Linked DNA regions of Mus musculus: region 2 is linked to region 1. A link is a contact called in public promoter capture Hi-C data. All regions are on one chromosome and are shown on one strand. The core of a region is the stretch at or near the end of the contact, and the rest is flanking DNA. Distances in the headings are between cores, read along the strand shown.

Evidence for each region. Capture Hi-C pulls out chosen DNA fragments and counts their contacts.
Region 2: a promoter capture Hi-C map of liver shows a contact between it and region 1. The contact joins two enhancer-like sites. A contact is called at or near these places in 12 of 39 promoter capture datasets (the 3T3-L1 cell line, 3T3-L1-derived adipocytes, the HPC-7 cell line and 8 more), 1 of 15 datasets of contacts at CTCF or cohesin (the NIH/3T3 cell line), 80 of 484 Hi-C or Micro-C datasets (the 3T3-L1 cell line, 3T3-L1-derived adipocytes, the 63-12 cell line and 51 more), 10 of 115 datasets of contacts at active chromatin or transcription factors (the 230-238 cell line, Th17 cells, embryonic fibroblasts and 4 more) and 4 of 9 other capture datasets (adipose tissue, embryonic stem cells, liver and 1 more).

What each region holds. Positions count from the first base shown.
Region 1 is chr17:65,861,270-65,868,038 of GRCm38.p6, forward strand. It overlaps Ralbp1 (ralA binding protein 1), which reads right to left. Exons shown (of 10, transcript NM_001198949.1): 2 at 6,263-6,561; 3 at 3,005-3,463; 4 at 1-336. The coding sequence starts at 6,506. Among named protein-coding and RNA genes, the nearest start is that of Ralbp1, 20 kb to the right of the region's middle. Within about 2 kb of position 4,177, at least 11 of the 459 cell types and tissues checked have an H3K27ac peak or open chromatin away from gene starts, as enhancers often do. A contact at or near this core is called in liver, where this site is marked.
Region 2 is chr17:65,929,131-65,935,510 of GRCm38.p6, forward strand. Twsg1 (twisted gastrulation BMP signaling modulator 1) reads right to left here. Exons shown (of 5, transcript NM_023053.3): 4 at 417-683. Among named protein-coding and RNA genes, the nearest start is that of Twsg1, 19 kb to the right of the region's middle. Within about 2 kb of position 2,816, at least 132 of the 459 cell types and tissues checked have an H3K27ac peak or open chromatin away from gene starts, as enhancers often do. A contact at or near this core is called in liver, where this site is marked.

The DNA.
Region 1 (6,769 bases), core at 2,927-5,426:
TCAGCACTATAGAGATGTTCTGGATGTTCATCTTCGTTTCCAGCTCCTTCGCAATGACGTGGTCCAGGTGCACAATGAGCCAGGAAAGCAGAAGATGATTGCACTCCGGCAGTTCCCGGAGCAAGCGCTGGAATTCCTGCACTTTCTCCATCTCTGTGGTCTTCCCACAAGCCTCTTCAAACCGGGGCATAAGCTCTTTGGTAAGCAAATTCTCTGGAAGGTCTCGCAAATACTGCTTCAGCAAGCTGGCTACAGTGTTAGGCTCATATTCTTCTAAGTTTGGAGACTCCTCTCGGTCATAGGCTGCTTTTAGCTCATCTACCTTTGATTTGATTCCTTAAAACATTAAATTTAGGAGAGAGAGGATACCAGAATCAGACACACTTTCTCCACCACTACACACACACCTGCCGCACAGACACAGAACAGCCGGGGAGAAGCCCTGGGAGCCAGGCTGGGGGCACATGCCTGTGATCTCAGCACTAGAGGCTGAGGCAGGAGGACGGCTGCCAGCTCAAGTCTGATAATCTGGGCTACACAGTGAGACCCTTCTCAAAACTAAGCACAAACCGTCCTGGTAGAATCCATGTCTGCGGATGGGTCACAGAACTCTGTATGAACGAACACAGCACATAAAACCACAGCTGGAAACGGAACATCCCCGAAACCACGGGATATTATGAAAATGTTTAATCCAGGAAAAAATTTAAATATAATGGCAGTTAGATAATAACTCAGGAGCAAATGAAGCTATAATCTGAGCATATGCACTGTGCACAGAAAGCCAGGTTCCTGAGTCCTCAACAAGACAGACAGTATAAAATGAAACTCGGTCAGTCTGTCACACTTAGCCTTTCCCAGCTGTTTCTTTGTAACTAAGTCCATGTTGCAGAACAAAGCTCCTGGAAAATTGTTCTCTATTGTACAACACCCACCTAATTTCTATTTGAAAGTTTGAGTTCTTTTTTGGCCTGCGCAGTGGTGGTCTTTAATCCCAGCACTTGGGAGGCAGAGACAGGCGGATTTCTGAGTTCAAGGCCAGCCTGGTTTAAAAAGTGAGTTCCAGGACAGCCACGGCTACACAGAGAAACCCTGTCTCGAAAAACAAAACAAAACAACAACAACAAAATGGAAATTTCGGGCTGGCGAGATGGCTCAGGGGGTCAGAGCACTGACTGCTCTTTTGAAGGTCCTGAGTTCAAATCCCAGCAACCACCACATGGTGGCTCACAACCTTTTGTAATGAGATCTGACGCCCTCTTCTGGTGTGTCTTTAGTCAGCTACAGTGTACTTATGTATAATAATAAATAAATATTTGAAAAAAACCCTGGAAACTTCATAAGGAATTCTAGTCAGAATAGAGTAGTATAAAAGTACATTTAATGTTGAAAGTATTATGACGCAAATACAGAACATTATTTAAATTGTCTTTCAACTAGTGTTTGCTTTTTCATTTATCTACATTTATCAGACATCTGTGCACCAAGGGCATGCCTGGTGCCCAGAGACCACAAGAGGGCGTCAAAGCCCCTGGAACTAGATTACAGACAGTTGTGAGCTGGAAATTGAAGCCGGGTACTCTGGAAGAGCAGCCAGTCTCTTAACTGCTGAAACATCTCTCCAGCCCCTTTCAAGTTCATTTTTAAATTAGAACTGATATAAACGAGAACCAAACATCTCCAGGGAAAAAAGGCATTATCATATTAACAAATAGCAAAGCCAGGGTTGGGGGCCAAGGATGTATGTGAGTGACAGGGCCCTTGCTTCCCAAGAACATGGGCCCTGGGTCAAATCTCAGTCAGACAAGTGGGGTAGAGGAGAGACACAGCTACACAGATAGTGTGCCATGGTGTGAGGCTGCCAGTGTGGAAACAACTACTGAATGCTCTCACAAAAAAAGAGGCATTCTATTAGGAATGGTGAGGTTTTCCAAAAGATACAAATATCAAAAATAGGTCAGAAACAAAAGAATTTTTGAACAAAGCTACAGAAAATTTTCAAAGAAACATTCATTCCCCCCCAGTCTTCATGCTTATCAAGATAGTGTGGGGAAAATAGCTTCTATCACTGTTTAAATCTTCAAAAATCAATCAATAAAAATAATCGTAAAAATCAACCTTGCATGCTTGTGTATAATTCTTATGAAATAGAAACAATGAAGCATTTTATCTACTGGGTCATAAAAATGTTACCCCAAGTATCAAATCTATGTGCTAGAAAGGATACTAGCCAATTAAATGGAAAACTTGCTTAATCTTTCTCTTTGGTCTAAACATACAGGACACACCTGTTGCCATAAAGAGTTAAGTGATCAAAGCGCTCCATGAAAACCACTCTCCATGGGAGTGTAACACAGGTGCAGATACTGCCTACCTTGGAGCCTGAATCCCAAGTTATCACAGAACTCATGCTGCTTTTGAAGAAATCTTTGTACTTCTAAATAACGTATATATTGCTTGGTTCTAGATTCCCAATATGTAACACATAACAGCCGAGCATAAACTACAATTTCCTGTAGAAACTGTGTGTAGATGAACCGATTGTCAGTTTCACTGACATTTGCAATAGCTGTATGAGGCTGACAGGAACATTCACGTTTGGCCCAACCATCTAGAAAACAACTCTCTGTGTGTTCAGTCACACTGAGGAAACAGACCACAGGCTGTGTCATTAGCCATCTCTTGGCTGAAAGCTTCCTTCACAGAGCTCTCAGCCTTCCCAACACCTAGGCTTAGAAAGACGCTGAGACAAGACTCGGCACCTCAGCCTGTTACACGCTACAACCCACATGCTTCATTCTGCCCAGCTGCTGCAAGCTGCGACTGGCTTGGGAGTAAAACCTCGCGGAAGGAAACTGCACGAGAACCAGCCACGATGGTGGAGGTCATGTAGGGACCACGCAAGCGACTACGGTTTAGGCTCCTTACAAGATAGCACACTTTAGGAAGCCAAGTGCAGCTAATCTGCTAAAGCCACCGCCAAGCAGCCTTCACGTCCCCATACCTGACACCCGGTAGACGCCTTCACACTTCATGCCGTGCTTCTCCATGTAGTCCACACACTCCCGGAAGACAGCTGGCAGCCGGACGCCGTCGTACATCATGGTCCTCTCTACTGCGTCAACCAAGGGAACCCCAAAAATGGGCTTGACACTCGGTGCGTCCATCTGAGGCACCTCTGGCTCCTGAATTGGCTTTTTCTTTTTCTTCTTTTCCTTCCACTGTTTAACAACATCAGCTGCTGTCAAGTCTTTCGATTTCTTTTCTTTATGCTTTTCCTCTTTGTGCTTTTCTTCTTTATGCTTTTCTTCTTTGGGTTTTTCTTTGATTTTAAAATCTTTTTCCTTCTTTTTAGAGAAACTGGGCTTTTTGAACACATGGATTCCCTTGGACCTCTTCACCTTGGAAGGACTTTCAGCTTCATCTCCAGAGCTGTCTTCCTGGAAGGCAGCGTAGCCTTCAGCTGCCAAAGAAATGCAGTATAAATTGTGGTTAGTCACAAGCTTCCTAACAAGAGAAACAAAAAGGTGGCCCCTGGCAGGAGCTATCCAATCTCTGGCCTCTTGAGCCTCTAAAACAAAATCATCAAAAGACAATAGAGTAGTGACACTCAGTGACCACAAGAGGGCAACAGATAGCAGCTATCATTGCAATATCAATGTTGAGAGGAAAGTAGTAAGTAGTTAGTATGTGTATGCAAGCCGAGTTCTGAGAAACACTAAAGTATGAACACACATGAAACAGTAAACACAGAGGACTAATGCGATCAATCCTGAAAAACGGACATGGGGCCAGTGCCTTGGGCAACCTGGAAGCACTTTACAAACTGCACAACTGTTCGTGTGCTCCAGGCACTCCCATATGACCCCCACCCATCACTTGCCTTTCTGGAGCACCGACCACAGCCTCCTTTAAACTGAAGGCTGAATGTAAATGATTATCTGATGCATTAGGAGCAATGTCTGCATTCTGACAAAGACTCCAACTGCCTTAACACCAAGTCAGAATTACTAGTTTGTAGCATAATGTTACTATGTAGCATATGTCCTTATGTAAAGATGACCCATGTATTATTCAAATGCTGATTTCTCTGCCCCCAAATCTGGTTACAATCTGGACATGCCATTGTAATGCTGCTTCTAAGAATTTCCAGTCTCAATGTTATGTCAACATTGCTCCCAATTTACTATCTGATTTGTCAATAAAAGCTGATCAGCCAATGGCTGAGCAGAGGAGAGAAGAGGGCTGGATTTCCCAGCCAGAGAAGGGGGAGGGGAGGGAAGGAGAGGAAGGGAGAAGGGAGAGAAAGAGGGAGAGGGAGAAGGGAGAAAAAGAGGGAGAGGGAGAGGGAGAAGGGAGAAGGGAGAGGGAGAGGGAAAAGGGAGAAAAAGAGGGAGAGGGAGAAGGGAGAAGGGAGAGAGAAGGGAGAAGGGAGAAGGGAGAAGGGAGAAGGGAGAGACTTCACCCTCTCCAGGTGAAGGGTGAACACACCTAGAGCAGAGAAAGGCAGACCAGAACTAAAATGCAGTACCCTGGGGATATTGGCTGGGAGGTAGCCAGATTGCCTTAGAGGATTAAAGAAGATTAATAACTGCTCAGCCAGTGTACTGTAAAGCTTGATTAAATAAATCATATAGTCTGTCTCATTTATTTGGGAGCTAGGCAGGATAAAGACTGTAATTATTCTTTATGTAAAGATAATTTACATAATGTGATGTAAAGGATAATGTAAAGAATAAAAATGATCACTTTTAAAACTGCACTAACACCAATTTGCTTTTGTTTGTTTTTTAGGGATGAGTCTCACCACGACACCCAGGCTGGCTTACACTGGCCACAGGTGATGCTTCTGTATTGGCCTCCAGAATAGTTTGTCTATCGGCATGCATGCACACAGCTCTTTGCTCCCCTCCCTCTCCCCTCTCTTTTGACTGGCTACTTTCTACCTCCCTCCCTACCTACCTGAGACAAGGTCTCTCTATAGAGCTCTGACTGTCCTGGAACTCAGATTGGCCTTGAACTCAAAGAGATCCTCCCACCTCTCTGCCTTCCAAGTGATTAGCTGTGTGGACTACAATGTCCAGCAACTTCCTTCCTACTGTTATCTTGTGTGTGTGTGTGTGTGTGTGTGTGTGTGTGTGTGTGTGTGTGTCCGTATCAGTGTACACTACACCAGACGCATCAGGTCCCTGCAGCTCGAGTCCCAGTGGTCAGGAGGTCATGTGTGCTCTGGAAGAGCAGCACTCTGAACCTGAGCCCCCCACCCCTCCAGCTTACCTTGCTGTTTCCAATAACCCCAAAGGCTATTGCTTTCTGTAGAGCTACCTTACAAGTTACTTTATAACAAAGATTAAAAATAGTTTCTAAATTATCTTTTAACCATAAACACCATAAGCCTTGAACTAACCAGAACTGCAAAAATCTTAAGGGCAAGATGGGGGCAGTGGCACAGGCCTAGTCCCGGCACTCTGGAGGCAGAGGCAGGCTGATCTCTAAGTTGAGGCCAGCCTGGTCTACAGGACAGCCAAGACTACACAGAGAAACCCTGCCTTAAAAACCAAACTAAATCAACCCAACCAATCAACCAAACAAACGCTTTCATTTTCTTAAGCTCCAACTCAGGCAGTGCCAACCTGTGAAGAAAGACGTGAGCTCTGGGGACAGGAATGGAGACCCCCTTTAAGGCAGTAGAAGGCATGTCCAACAGGCTTCATCACCAGGTCCTGTGCTGGTCACAGTCCAAGCTACCTTCAAGTAACACAGTAGTCACAGAATCTGTAACTTCCCAGGCAATTAACATACTATGATTTTTTTTAAAGTAATACTAAATTGCCTTATTTGCTTTTAACATACTAAACAGCTATAATTAGGCAATCAATCCTCCCTAAGAAGAGACTCCGGGAATGAAAAGCTAACAGATAACTTCTTTCACAGTTCCAACAGTTCCCAAATGACCACAAAACCTAGCAGGGTTTAACCAGCTGAGCAAAATTCCAGCTTCTACTCTTTATACACCATTTGAAGCTACCACTCTTACAATGCACACTGGGAGACTCACCCTTTCTGGAAACTTGGTGTCTTTATCTGTGACACAAAGACAAATTAAGGAACCATGACCTAAAGGACAGCACATGCCTAGATACATTTCAGAAGAGGACGGGAGCCTGCAGTCAGAGCAGGAGGTACCTACGGCCTATCACGCTAGCTGCGCCCGAGAGACCCCTCAAGAGACCAAGGCGCAGGCCTGAGAGTCAGCACTTACTCCTTTTCTCCTTTTTCTTAAATTTCCCTTTTTTCTTTCCATGGTCTTTGTCGTCATCTGACACTGTATCAGGAGGCTCATGGAGGACGTCATGGGGAGGCGAGGGCTCGCCTGTCCGGTACAATCCAGGGAACTTTGTAGGACTGATCTCCTCAGAGCTGGGGGTCCGGGTCAGCCCGCTGCCATGCTCGGCCCTGCGGTGTTCACTAGGGCTGCTGCTCGGGGGCAGGAAGCACTCAGTCATGCTGATGCCCTGCCGAGGAAGGGAAGTGGTCTTCTCTGTTACCTATCCATTACACCTGCATGGAAGAAAACATGGGCAGTCAGCACATACTCAACAAGACGCAAAACCACCGTGAACACTCAGCAGTGAACCCCGCATCTACAGACAACACCCCCACCACACTGTGACCTTACACTCCAGGGATTATATACTTCAGTTCTCAGGAGCCTGAAGCACTAGGACCCTCTCGCACTGGGCAGGCACATCAGAAGAAAATCAGAAGT
Region 2 (6,380 bases), core at 1,566-4,065, 66 kb after region 1:
GTACCTCAAAGCTGTCCTGTGACCTCCACAGTGGAGGGGAACCTCAAAGCTGTCCTGTGACCTCCACAGTGGAGGGGTACCTCAAAGCTGTCCTGTGACCTCCACAGTGGAGGGGTACCTCAAAGCTGTCCTGTGACCTCCACAGTGGAGGGGTACCTCAAAGCTGTCCTGTGACCTCCACAAGTGTGACGGTGTGTGCTCACACTCAGAGGCACACACGGACACAATAACAAAATAAAAGTCAGTTCATTGACAACCTTGGCATCATTTGTAAACACCTGGCTTCACGGGGCACCACGACAGACACCTGACGGCTAACACAGATGCCATGCGATAGAGAATAGTTAGAGTCTGACTCAAATAGACACCAGACCTCGGAAGTCCTAACCACAGGGACAGCAGAGTAGAACGGGTACCTTTGTCGCTGGGGAAGGGGGCGTGGACATTGTTGCTGGGAACAGACACGTTTTGGTGGTGCAGCTGGTTCACAGTTTCTAGGAAGGAGACTAGGTTTTCATGGTGTGACAGCTCCTCTGCCACAGGGAAGGAGACGATGTTCCAGTTCAGCTGGGTGTCGCCCTCCGTCAGCGCCCTGAACAGGGACGGAATGGGCTCGTGCAGCTCCTCCACGGTGCTCTTGGATGTGGGCGGGGTGTCGCTGTAATTCCGAGGGTTGCACATACCTGGGGAAACAGGCCTTGCAAGTTTACTCTCCTTACGGATTATAACACTGCTGGATTCTGCTAATTCCCTGGGATGAAAGCTCTCAATGTTAACACTGATTTTTTTTTTTAAATGTTACATATTGATGTTTTCACAGCCTTTTTAGCCTTGAAAAGACAAAAAGTAATGAGAATTACCCACTGAGCAAACCAAGTTCCAAACTCCCCTCCACTAACAGCAACCAGGACAGCACAGAAAGGATTCCAAGGCTTTGGCAACACAGACACCTAGGAGTGTGTGTGTGTGTGTGTGTGTGTGTGTGCGTGTGTGTAAGACATAGAATGGAAGATTTCACCAACTCAATCAACATATGAGCATGAAAGCTGGGCCCAGGGCTTGGGATACAGCTCAGCTGCTAGAATGCTCTGCAAGCCCCTAGTTCAAACCCCACCACTGTATAACCTGTGTGGGACTGCACACCTGCTATCCCAGGCTAGTGGTCACCTCCACAGTCAGGATGCACAGAATGGACAGGAAGTGGGCCAGGCTATAAAACCCCACCCCAGGGCTTGCTCCAATGTCCTACTTCTCTAGCAAGGCTCCTCCTAAAGGTCCCACAGCATCCGTCACAGCATCATCAGCTGGGACCAGCTGTTCATACACACACACATTCACACACACACACACACACACACACACACGCACGCACACACACACACGCACGCACACACACAGTGGGAGACAGTTCACATCAAAACATAGCCCAAGGATGATCTTCAACGCCCAACCCTCCTATCCCTAACCTCTGTGCTGAGATTACAGATGTGTAAGACAACATCTGGCTTTATTTAGTTCTGGGGATTAAGTCTTGTGTATACTGTGTATACTGGTAGGCACTCCTTGTCTACTATACTTTAAAAACAGTCATGCTTCACACTTTAGTATCGATCATCTCTAATATGGAGCTTTGTGTCTTCCCTGGAGTAAAAGTTTGAAAAGTTAAGCCAAAATTTGTAAATTCTTTAAATTTTATAAATCAATCAATTCATTCTCTCTCTCTCTCTCTCTCTCTCTCTCTCCCTCCCTCCCTCCCTCCTTCCCTCCCTCCCTCTTCCCATCTTTATTTTTTACATATTCTTACAGAATTTGGCAAGAGCTGAGTAGAATAACATGTATCTCTCATAAAATTTAACTTAACAATTTAGATTATACGGCAGCATCACAGATTCGATGATCAAGTAAGAACACTTTACTCTCAGTGAGGAAACAGGCCCAAATCAAGTCAATGTCTTGTCTGCTATTACATAATCTAGGAACAGGGCCAGTATCATGACTCAACGCTCTCATGTTCACTGTCGCAATTACCATATGCTACAAGTAAGCCTCAAGTGCAGCGGACAGCCAGTGCTGCTTAGCAGACTGTTCAACACACACGCAAGTCTTCTGTCAGATTCTGTGGCAAAAGGAACCAGTAACCAGAGAAGACAGGGGGAATGCCTGAGTTCAAAGGTCAGACTTAAAACTCCAGTGCTTATCATCAAAGGGATCATTACATTACAGAAAATGCAGTGTTGTACATTTATAAACCTAGGCAGGTTTGTAATTTACATGGTGACCATTAAAGCCAGGACATGGAGGGGAACTGTAGGTAAGGTGGGGCACAGAAGCTGCCTCTTGGAAACAACCATGAACAAAGAGTCAGGTGACAAAGGACAGATTTTACTCTGGGAAGAGAAAGAGATGGAAACAGTCAGGACCCACAAAGGTGACAAGACAGCTAAGAGGCACAGAGGGACAGAACTGACACAGGACAGTTAGGGACAGCTGGCAACTGCATCTCTGGCACCTAGGATGGGAAGGAGTAGAATGGAAAGCCCAACACACTCTCTTAGGGCAGCTGGCTTCCTCCAGTCTGAGGGGGATGGGCGACAGAGCCTGAGGGTGGGCTGCTTCAGGAAGGATGCCCGTCACCAGAGCATAGGGATCATGAAAAGGAGAGGCAGCTTCCGCCACAGAGCCACAGCTGCTCAACACAAGAGACTGAGGCAGCCGAGATGACAAAGAACTGAACATCCACTCCACAGGCCTGGATCAAAAGCAGTAGCGTGAGGGAGCAGCAGTGACCCGATGAGAAGTGAGGCACGAGAACAGAGAGTTTCAACATCTAAAACCCAGCCAACGTGCAAATAAAAACCTCACATAATTCCAACACAAATACACTGGAAAGCATCGCCAACAAACCACTAAGTCAGACAAAAGAATGAGTGTTAGGGATGGAGGTCAAGGGTGACAAAATGTTGGGCATCAAAGTATCAATAAAGGAAAAACTATTGCTTACTGCTCCTTGTGTGTGTTTGTGTGTTCTGAGACAGGGTCTCTATACAGTACAGACTTGCCTTGAATTCACCATGTAGCCCAAGCTGGCCTCAGATTTGTGGCTATCCTCCTGTCTCAGTCTCCCAAGTGCTAGGATTACAGCATATGCCACCATGGTCAGTTAGAATGATATATTTCAAGTCCTGAGAGTAAGACTGTTAAACCCAGCAAGCTCATCCTTTTAAGTGAAGAAATAAAACAGTGTAGGACAAGGATGAACTAAAAACGGCTCATGACCACTAAGCTGTTGTTAGTTAAAGGAATTCTACGTCCACTTTACATCGGTACCGCCACCCATTCATCTGTGACAGACACCTGTGCTCCGTCCACACGTGAGCTCTGCGACAGTAGCCTGACACACATGTACGTCTGTACTACTAAGCTTAGGATTGTTGAACATAGAACAAAGCTTCAACATTTCTTGAGGAAAATATACTCTCAAACTTGTGCTTCAGAGTCTGAAGGCCTAGTTCCTCCTCACAGGAGAGCTCAGAGCCTTTCCTCACTGCCTCGGCCAGGGATGTCTGTCTCCCATGTCCCCTGTGTGGCTGTTTTCCAATGGTTCTTAACTGAACTCTCAGTTAAACCTGCTATTTTTCTTCAATCCGTGTTTTTCTCTTTGTTTTTCTGCCCTATTTATGTTTCGTTGGTCTTCTATTATAGCTTTTATTTTTCTCTCCAATGCGGAATGTAAATTTTCTTTTTAAAAAGACATCAAGTCTGGGAGTGCTGGCACACACCTTTGAGCCCAGCATTCAGAGGCAGAGGCAGGCGGATCTCTGTGAATTTCAAGCCAACCTGGTCACCACAGAGAGTTCCAGGTCATTGTGGTCTACACAGTGAGACCCTGCCTAATAAGGGACAAAGTCAGGAGAGGACCAGCATGAGTGGGGAGGGCAAGAGAGGATGCAGAGGTGGTAACCATGGTAACAGCACTCTGCAACCATCTATGGGAATCTCACGGTGGAGCTCCAGCCTTCGCTCACTTACTATATGAGGAGAAGAAAACTTAGTTCTTACATGGCTACAAACAAGTGGCCCAGTGACCCAGTGGTCCTGATGAACACCGAGGGCAGTTGGTGTGTGCTGTGTTTCTGCACTGTGCACCTGCCTGCCCTCTCCATCCCTCCTGTCTGTGCGCCCCTTCCCTAACACTCGTTCTTACTGTGAACGCACAGGGTCCTACCTCAGCCTTCCAGGATCATCACACCCAGGCATTATTTTTTTTCTAAAATCTTCTAGAATCTTCTTTAACTTGAAAGCTAATAAATTTTTATAGAGGATTATCTACAGGTAAATAAGTCTTTCTTAAAGTTGCTCAGCATTCTATGAAGTCTTTCAAGAACCCCTCACTCCAGAACTGGGACGTTTTCTTCTATTATTGTTTGACTTTAAAATTTTATTTATTTATTTATGTTTATTTATTTAGAGACAGTTTTCTTTGTATAACAGTCCTGGGTATCCTGGACCTTGCTTTGTAGATCAGGCTGGCCTCAAACTCAGACAGATCTGCCTAACTGCCTCCTGAGTGCTGGGATTAAAGGTGTGCTTCAACCACACCTAGCTGACTTTCTCCCCACCCGTCTATTTTAAATCTTTCTTTCCTTGAGTATCCTGTAATATTTTCAATCTGTTTGTTTTATAGTTCATGATATTCTAATGTTTATATTTATTTTATCATTTTATGTGTATGGGTGTTTTACCTGCATTCATAGCTGTGATATCGATGCACCCTGTGCATGCAGTGCCAATGGAGGCCTGAAGAGGGCACTGGATCCCCTGCAACTGGAGTTATAGACTGCTGTGAGCCATCAATGGAGGTGTAGAACTGAACCTGGGTCCTCAAAGTGAAGCCAGTGCTCTTCACCACTGAGCCATGTCTCCAGCCCCAAATACTGACATTAATTTCAACATTTGTTGGAACTCCATAGATTGAAATGGACCAAAAAACTTCTGGTGGTTCACTGCAGTTTCTTGCTGCTTCCACGGACTCGGGCTGGCTGGATGCACGCGCTGAGGCAAGCCACATGGAGGACACCTGATGTTTGGAGGGCATAAATAGGACTCCACAGAGTGATGGAGACAGAGCTTGGCTTGCTGGTATAGCTAGCTGTGCAACCTTTGTGGGTCTCACATCTTTGCTGATCTTCGCTTCCCTGAGAGAGGCACAGCCAAGAACTTCTGGTGACCCTTTGGGTCCCTCCTGTTGACATGTACGGAGGCAGAGGCCTGGCTATCTATTAGGTTGTGCCATTGTTGTTGCTATCCTGACTCTACTGAACTGGACTACTGGTGTATCAGTGAATTGTTTGCAAGTGGACCAAGCTGTTGCTGCTAATCTGTGAACTGAACTGAACTGCAGATTTTCAGACAACACAGGCGGGAGTTGCTCTAAAGAACCTTTCTAAACAGGTCCACCTCCCCTGTATCTTTTCTTTCCCACTACCTCTGGTGGGTGGTGGGCTAACAGGGAGGTTGAAGCATTTAAGAACCATCATTAAAAATAAGGTTTGAAAAACCTAAAGTTATACTATGATTTCTCTACACTCTGCTCTCAAGAAGTCTTTTAAGACTATTGTGTAAACAGTCTTTATCTCAGGATTTGAAAATTCAATGGGTATAGTAAAAAAATTCTGTAAAATCTGTAGCAAAATTTGGCTTAAACCTTTTAACAAAAAGGTTTATACTTCAAAACCTATTTATAGGTAATTTTAATTTGCTACAACATAACTCTATATGTGATATAACTTTTGTTTAGGATATATTGTAAATGTAACTTGGTGTTTTAGGGTTTTACTGCTGTGAATAGACATCATGACCAAGGCAAGTCTTATAAAGGACAACATTTAATTGGGGCTGGCTTACAGGTTCAGAGGTTCAGTCCAGTATCATCAAGGTGGGAACATGGCAGTATCCAGGCAGGCATGGTGCAGGAGGAGCTGAGAGTTCTACATCTTCATGTGAAGGCTGCTGGTGGAAGACTAACTTACAGGAAGCTAGGGTGAGGGTCTTAAAGGCCACACTCACAGTGACACTTCTACTCCAACAGGGCCACAGCTTCTAATAGTGCCACTACCTGGGCTGAGTGCGTACAAACCGTAACACTTGGATTCAACTCTTGTTTAAACTGAGTCATATAAAAAGTTCTGATATTCTATAATGATGCACTATAAAGGGATAAAGTTCCCAGTCTCTATTAACTAAATTTATAGTTTAAAGTTTTATTTTGGTTCTAAAGGCTCTTCAATTAAATCTTTAACTCAAAAATTTAAGGCTTAAACTTAACAGGCATAAAGCTGTAAAATCCTAATCTCATAAAAGCTTGTAAACTGTTAGATAAT